Linked DNA regions of Zea mays: region 1 is linked to region 2. A link is a contact called in public Hi-C data. All regions are on one chromosome and are shown on one strand. Each heading gives the region's core, a stretch centred on a gene start, on an enhancer-like site or on the middle of the called end of the contact. The rest is flanking DNA. Distances are from core to core; before and after follow the strand shown.

Evidence for each region. A called contact is a pair of places that touch in the nucleus more often than the background predicts.
Region 1: a contact with region 2 is called in a Hi-C map of ear, with 2.1 times the contacts expected there. The contact joins the promoter of LOC100275570 here to the promoter of LOC100276061 in region 2. A contact is called at or near these places in 2 of 25 Hi-C or Micro-C datasets (ear and leaf).

Annotation. Positions count from the first base shown.
Region 1 is chr3:17,605,514-17,609,774 of Zm-B73-REFERENCE-NAM-5.0, reverse strand. LOC100275570 (Protein TRM32) reads right to left here and starts at 1,958. Exons shown (of 5, transcript NM_001149622.1): 1 at 1,817-1,958; 2 at 40-296. The coding sequence starts at 196.
Region 2 is chr3:17,287,076-17,291,047 of Zm-B73-REFERENCE-NAM-5.0, reverse strand. LOC100276061 reads left to right here and starts at 1,658. Exons shown (of 11, transcript NM_001374095.1): 1 at 1,658-2,012; 2 at 2,652-2,736; 3 at 3,522-3,718. The coding sequence starts at 1,944.

The sequences.
Region 1 (4,261 bases), core at 709-3,208, 320 kb before region 2:
CAAAAAGAAAAACAGAGAACTAAGGACTCAATAACTTACCACGGCTGTTTTTCTCCTGACCATGTCTCTTGTCAGAGAGCATCTTTGTGGACCGTAGGCGACGGCGAAACCCAAAGAATTGAAGAATACCCCACCGGCACCCGTGCAATTCCTTGCTGTAGAATGCAGAATCCTGATGGTGCAACAGCTGGGCCATTTGGTGTTCTCCCACCAGCAAAGAAGAGGGGGGTGGTTCCTTATGAGCACCACCCTTGCAAAATAAGGGACACGGTTTCAGCTTCGCTCAACTTTCCCACCTGTCATGAACAGCAACAGACTGTCCACTGATTAACAAACCTAATGTCTATCCCGCTCCATTTAAATCATTGCCACCAGACCATACACGAAAAGTGTATGTGCATTGCGTTAAAAAAAAAGTGTCTGCGCCTAACAAACTTAATACAGGAAAAGATGGTCTCCAAACAAAGTGTCCACAAATTCAGTAAGCTAAAGGAGGAGCTAATCCTGAGAAAACGCATAAAGTAAAGATAGAATATAATTTTTACCATAATCGACTAATGTGCGAATAAAAGCCAGCTTAACAAAGCTTCCCCCCTCCCCCCCACCTTTTCTAGACTAATCAACCAAAGATGCGGACACAACACTCTGCTTTCGGGAAACATGAAGACAGCAAACCCCAACTGCAATGTAAGCATTTATTAAGACAGACTGATTACAAGATATATTTCCCTATCCGTGTTAGTTCGAGTATCCATTGCTAATCAATAATCAGATTATTGCCTCTAATGCTAATCAACGATAAGATGGTTATAGAGGAGTGAGTCATACGCCACCCAGATGAAGAAAAAAAAGATTGTGATTTTCAGGCCGTTTTTTACTTAAGTACTTGTTCCATGGCCAAACATCTCCAGTGCATTTCAGTCGGCAATTGTCTTGCCGCGTTTCTAAATAAATAAAAAAACTCAGTACAAACATAAGGAGAGCGAGGAAGCTTCTAATGGGGAGAGGCAAACTTTGGGAAATATTAGCCACGTGCTAAGCAACATATACTGCTAAGCTCGTGTCCAGTATTTATTGCCAGCATAAATAAGAAATGAACATGAGCAAGAACAGCAAACACAAGTGCCAGCATAAATAAGAAATGAACATAAATAAGATCATGATGCGCATCAACCTATCTGGCTATCTCCAATCAAACAAAGCCAAGAAGAGTGAGGGAGTGAAAGACGCCAGTACGATTGCTCAAAGCTTCACAGGTGGGAGAACACGCTGACGGAGCAATTGCATGACTCCACATGTCACTGGAACCATGAAAAAGGTAAAAAAAAATCAAATCACTTTTTAGCCCCACGTCTCTAACAGGTTCCGTGACAGATTTATTGGTTAGTGCTTACTGTAACTGCTTAATGTCCCCGTCGGGCACAGAACTCGAAAGGAAAAAAAAGCATAGACAGAATGAAACACTAAATCCTGAAGTGCATACAAAAGATGGCATCGAACGGTGGCATCTCTTACCGATCCGAACAAAAAAACGAGGGCATCTTGTTTCCTTCCCAACAAAATCAGCGCGGAACAGAAAAAAAAAACCAAAGTACGAAACCAAATTAAGCACATGTGAAAACGCGTTCCGAAGAACACGAATGGAAACAAACAAGTCGACTCCAGAGCTATCAGCGATCGCGGTTCCGCGGCTCGTATTGGTCCATGAAACCAGCACGAACGGGTGACGCCTTCCCACGAACAGATTAAACGCGCAACGCAAAGCAGCGCCGCCGCCGCCGCCGAGAAGCGGTCGCGAAACACGCAGCGAACTGACCTGGCTGGTTCCATACGACGCCTGAGAGGCCCGCAAATCCGGCAGGTTTCTGAGGCGAGGATCGGAGGCTTGGGAGTTCCGGAAGGGGTTTGTTGGTGAGGACCGAGGAACGGAAACGGGAATGGAAAGAAACGGTGGATCCACGCAGGGAGGGAGAACAGATGCGAGGAGAGGGTGTTTCCGTTAAATTCCGGTCCGTGGCGGGCTTTCCCTGGATGTCCGGGTGGCGGGCGTTGGTAGTTGAAAACTTCTTCTGGTTGAACAGTTTTTTTTTTTTGGGGGCGTGTGTGGAGGGAGGACAAGAGACGTAGCTATGCTGTCCTCTGAAAACTTTGCTGTCTTTTTACCGCATTTATTTAGTTTATTATATAGCTTTTGGATTGGGAAAAACTGATTTAAATAAATATCAATGTCCATAATAAACGATGGACACGGACGCAACACAAAGGGTTATTTCTGCATTAGCTCAAGACCGCCTCAACTTTATGGCTGTATATATTATTAATCACTATAATCTAGCACTAGCAACATGTAAGAATGATGTGTTCGCTCTTCCTGTAATAGTAATTTAGGCAAAAAAAATTGGATTAAGCTAATATGATATGAACCCACAAGATGACGGGGTGTCGCCGTTGTCAACCGCGCCCGGCGAGCAGGAATTGAGGAGGACGGCGGTTGCTGAAGGTGCTGATGTCATAGATTTAAACAGTTTCCATTGACCCATGGGCCATGGCTAGCTTGTGATTTGCGTGCTGCACCCGTCTTTTGGTTTTGGGCACCGACTGCTGCCATACCACACACCACACGTCCACACCGGTGATGGGCATGGGGGTATAAACAGAAAAAAAAAGACAACCTTGGAGTTGCTGCCGAAATTCCAGGCTCGTGATTGGCTCAAGTGTCCCATCCGCAAGTAGCATCGGCCAGACCAGACGCCAATGACCAGCTCAACCCGGTCAATCCTGTCAAACTCAGACGATCTTATTTATATAACCTCGTCAACAAATAAAAAAAAATCAAGGGGTGAACCGAGAGAGAGAGAGAGAATATCCTAAGACCGTGTGGCCGTGGATTCGTTTAGTTTATACGTCCTGAAATGTCAAATATGTTACATGGAGAACCTCCAGTGTGCAGATGTTGGAGCTGTTACGCTGGCTGGCGCTGGAATGCTGGAGAGACACTGCAATTGGGGCTGGTCACTGCTCTCAGCACGTACAGGTCAGTGATCGCCAAGGGACCGGCGGCGACAAAGAGAGAGCAAGCTACGCCTACGGAAGTGACGGTCAGCAGGAAAGTTTCCGGTCTTGAGACGCCTGTGCTTGCCGAGCGCCCAATTGGTCATGAATACGATAGCCGCGGCCACGACGAGGAAGACGTAGCCCGCGCACGGTCTGCGGCGTGGCGACGTTGAACCCGACCCACTGGTAGGTGTAGTTGGCGCACGTCACGCCTTCTCGCTCTAGTCTGACAGGCTGGCCTTCGGGCTGAGGACCACTGGCCTCCCGGCTTTCCCAGGTTTCAAGAGGGAGGGTCGGCCGCTGCCTTGAAGGATAGTACGTACTTCTTAATTAGCTGCATTGGTGGCGGAGAGACAATCGGGTTAGCAGATGACACACATGAGGACAAAAGCTGTACATCCTCCACTGCAGCCTGCAGGGAAGGAAAATGTGACGGGAGAAAAAACAAAACTAGCAGAAAACTGAACGAATCTATGGAAGAAGAAGAAGAAAAAAAACAATATTTCCATCCAACCCAGACATGGTCGTCCATTCAGATCAACACAGAACATTTCTAGTAGATGCGAATTCTAATAGAATTCCCAATATTAGTACCAACTAGTGGCACAACCACAAAGTTAGAGCAGCATTAGTTCGCATCAAGTAGTAAAAGATGCTGCAATTAGCTTTGCTACTAGCTCCACACTTTCAAAGACTATCATTTCTTACTTGTCAGCCCACCTATTCCGGCGTACTATCATTTCTTACTTGTCAGCTCACAAAGTTAGAGTAGCATTAGTTCGCATCAAGTAGTAAAAGATGCTACAATTAGCTTTGCTACTAGCTCCACTTTCAAAGACTATCAGTTCTTACTTGTCAGCCCACATATTCCGTGCGCATCATTCAGCTAGTTTAAGGCTAGTTTGGGAGCCACAGAACCGGAGGGGATTGGAGCCTAAACTAGTCCTTAGGATATGTAAAAACAAGCTGCAAACTCAGCATGCCAGTTTAGGAAGTGTTTGCTATTCCAACACATTTTGGCCAATATCTGGAGGTAAATTAGCCCTATGCTGCAGGTCTAAAAGTTGAGGGCAGAGCACCACACCACCAGGTCGCCACGTAGCAATAAGTTGAGGGGCAGAGCAATCCATGTTGCTAGCATGTGATGCAAAAAAAATAAAAAATAATAATAATAATAATTCATGACCAACCCATACATTATGAGATA
Region 2 (3,972 bases), core at 409-2,908:
ATAAATTGGTAATAAAGATATTATATACTCCCTCAGTTCCAAAATAGTAGTTATTTTTTTATCTTTGTTTTTTAATTGGTAATAAAGATGGACCTAGGCATATATAAAATATATACATCAACTATTGTATGAATCTATTAATTAACTAAAATAAATTATAATTTGGGACGTTGGGCATGTCCTAATTTTTCTTGAATTATAAGAGTTGCACCTTAATTACTAAAAAATACAAACTATATAAACAGAGCTTAATATTTTTTGTCTCTAATTTATTTTTTATCATCTGAGACTATACTGAAAGTTTTGTTAATTTTATTAGATAATTATTAACTAAATTAATTTTATATTTATTTTTTATAAACACTTAGCAACAGTAATAAAAACAATATCTAATTTTTACATAGATCTTTTGTTAGATAAAATAACTTACACAAATATTTATAAAATTTTCTGAGAACTTAAAGTATGGACCCATAATTTATATAAATATGTCTGACTTTATATGGGTTTAGATTCAAAGTTCTCAATAAATTCTAAAAAAAATATTTGTATAAATTATTTTAGCTAAAAAATATATATGTAAAATTAGAGATTGTTTTATTACTGTTTACTAAGTGTTTCTAAAAAAATAAATATTAAATGGATTTAGTTAGTAATTAATTTTCTTTAAAAAACAACAAAAGAATTTAGTTATTTAATAATAGTATTAGTTAGCGTTAGTAACTTTTTAGCCTATAAAAATAATAAATAAATTAGATACAAAAATATTAATATCTTTGAATTTAGTTTTATTTTTAGGTAATTAAGCTGATACTTTTAAAATTACAGAAAAATAGGGCACATGTAATATCTTATTACTAATTTATGTGTAAAATTTTATAAAATTTAGATACTGCTAGATCATAGAACTAAAATAAATAGAACTAGTGTTATTTAAATCAATGTCATGTCATCAAAATTACCGGCCAAAACTTTTTCCGACGTAGACATGAATGTGCATTGTTGTTGTTCATTCACACGGAGAATAGAGAAAGAGGACATATTTTTCTTCCTCTTGGTTTATTTATACAGCACTGATGGGAGTCCATCAAACTGCTTGGGAATCCATCAAATTGTTTTTGTGAAAAAAACTTTTGATGTTTGTTTTTCTTAAACTCGAACGACTTGATTTAAACTTCCATCCATCTTGATCCCCCCTTCACCCCTTCCTCTCCAAAAAGGAGCCGTTCTGTTCCTCAGCTCTTGTTCTGATTTTGAATGTGATCTTTGGTTAAAAATAGGATAACTTTAATTGGGCCTATCAATGAAAGCCCGCCACACGAATCAACCTGTCCCAATACGCCTGGTTCTGGGCCTTATGGACTCATGGTCAGTCCAAAATCCAAAGGCGACGCGGCGGATGGCCGGCGAGCGGCGAGTCTTTCTGACGATGCGCGGTGGAGGCTAGCTGTAGCTCACCAAAAGCAAATCGAAATTTCATCTGCTTATTGAGAGGGTTTTTGTACGCATGCGTTTCTGCATGCGTGGTTCAGTTTGCGAATGAATTGCTAAATTCAACGTTCGCATTTTCAGTTACACATATCCTTCCAAGCGCAATTTTTTTTAAAAAAAAAACTCAGACGGAGTTTGGCTGTGATCTGTGGCCCTGTGTGGGTGTGGACTTTGCATGCTTGGGCTCGTCGGCAACCGGACAGGAGGACAGCAAGGCGGAAGCGCAACCGGGCGTCGCTGGTCCGACGGGCGGCACGTGTCAGGGAGCGTGACAGGGGCGGCAGATCCGGACCTCCACGTCCGTATCCATATCCACATCCATCCATCAAACACGGAAGAGAGAGAGGAAGGGAGGGAGGGAGAGGAGAGATTATTTTGGACCAGTTCCACCGCTTAATTTGCAGGACCGCCACCCCCCGCGGCGCCGACGATCACCTCAGGCGTGCGCGGATATGGGGCGCCGCGGCTCCTACGACCGCCTCGAGGCGCTCTCCCTGGAGATCGAGCGCAAGCTGCACAAGGTAACCCACCGCTTCCCCTACCGTGCGCCGGCTGGCGCCCGTCAATTCGTGTTCGTCGCGCTTAATCGAGGACCAATCTCTGTCGCGCGCACGCGCTCACATCGCTTCGCGAGAAATTCGAGGGCGGCGGCGGCGGGATTGCAGAGGCCCTAGATTGTAGGCGGCACGCGTCTGGGTGCACCGCGTTGAGGCCGCTGTGGGCGGCGGCGATGACGGCAGACGGGAGGATAATGGACATTCTCTCACCTACTCATAATCACCCCCAAACCACCTTTGTCGCCCCCCCCCCCCCCCCCCCCCCCCCCCCCCCCCACAAACTGTCCTTTTTCGCTTCCTATATGGTGGTTTTGATGTAAAAAGGCCGTTACTATCATCTGAAACGATTTAGGCAACAAGAGTAATTTCACTCATAGGTGCCACATTTGTATATATGATGTCTACATTCCGTTGGAGTGGTTGAGATCATAATGTCACCTTCTGGAACTTTGAGAGCTGTGTGCATATAGATAGGCAGAGAGTCGGAAGCTATATCAAAATAGTTGTATAACCTCCATGTAATAATCTCGTTTTTCAACAATACTTTCTTAATAACAACAACAAAAAATCATAATGTCACCTGTTTGACTATCTTCCATGCAGGCCCTGATGTCCAACTCACAGCGTCTTCAGATACTTCAGCAATTGTTTGCTGACATCGCATTGAAGGTGGATGATCGCGCTCGAGGTGCCATATCTCACATAGTTTTGGCCGCTAATTTCATTGGACTTTTCTTTCCATATATATTAGATGTTTCATGCTTGCTATCGATATAATGCTTGGAATTATTCTGAAAGTTGCCGTCCAATGCAGCAAAGTTAGTAAAAAGTTTTGCTACAGCAGTTGTATGGGCTTGCAACTATGATGTATGATGACATCATTGACATGGTAGTCAAAAGGAAATAATAGAACAGATGTTGTGAACTTGTCATTTCCAAATTGTTATATTGAGATTGCTACACTACACTATTGGTTCGTTTCATGACAAAATGTATCTTTTGATGGAATGGTAAGTTCTTTGCATCTGTCTGTTCTCATATTGGCTGCTTTGAACTGGTATAACATGCACTATTTCTGCTTCAGAAAGTGACAACATGTATCGTTTTCTTGTGTTTATGTGATGCTAATTACTAGGATTGAGCTTAGATTGTGTGCACCATGGTTTTTGCAGACATGTTCATCAGACAATACATTCAGTTTGCACATTCACATTATCACATAGGAATATAGGATGAGCAGAGCAATTGAAAGAAATTTAACCAATTTCTCACTTGGAGCAATAGTAATGCATCTTTGGATTTCCTGGAGTCAGCAGAGTACTATGTTTTGTTGCTGTATATTTATGTTAAGTCACAACTTCCCCTTATGATAAATAAATTCTTTTAAGGTTATTGTGTCCACATTCACTGTGATCTTTTTTGGACCCTGAAGCAGAAAATCCTAGAATAACAAACTGCATTATACTTGAACAGATGCAATTATGAGTGAGAGTGATGATGGCATTGCTCCAGCAGATGAACGGGAGGATGGTTGGCTATGCTTCTATGAGATTCTTGCCAATCATTTTGTTAGAGTGCCTGAAAGTGGCAGGCGTATACTTGAGTTGATTGTGCAACTCTGGAGCCAGTCCTTCGCGGCCAACATATTTGCACTTCTTTTCCAGAAATGGGTATGCTGTGTTAGTAAGTTAACAAATGGTCGGAGGATGTATTAAATACATGCCAAGTACATTATCAAGATACCATGGTTTCTATTTCGAGTTCATATCTTTTAAAAGTATTCATTTAAATTTTCAGAAAAGAAATCATGTAGTTTAGGTTGACATGTAAACACAAATCATTGGTCAAAAACGTTAATCTCAGGATGCAGTAAAATTTAGTTTGATTATTCCTTCACAAGACATGATTCTCCCAATTATAGATA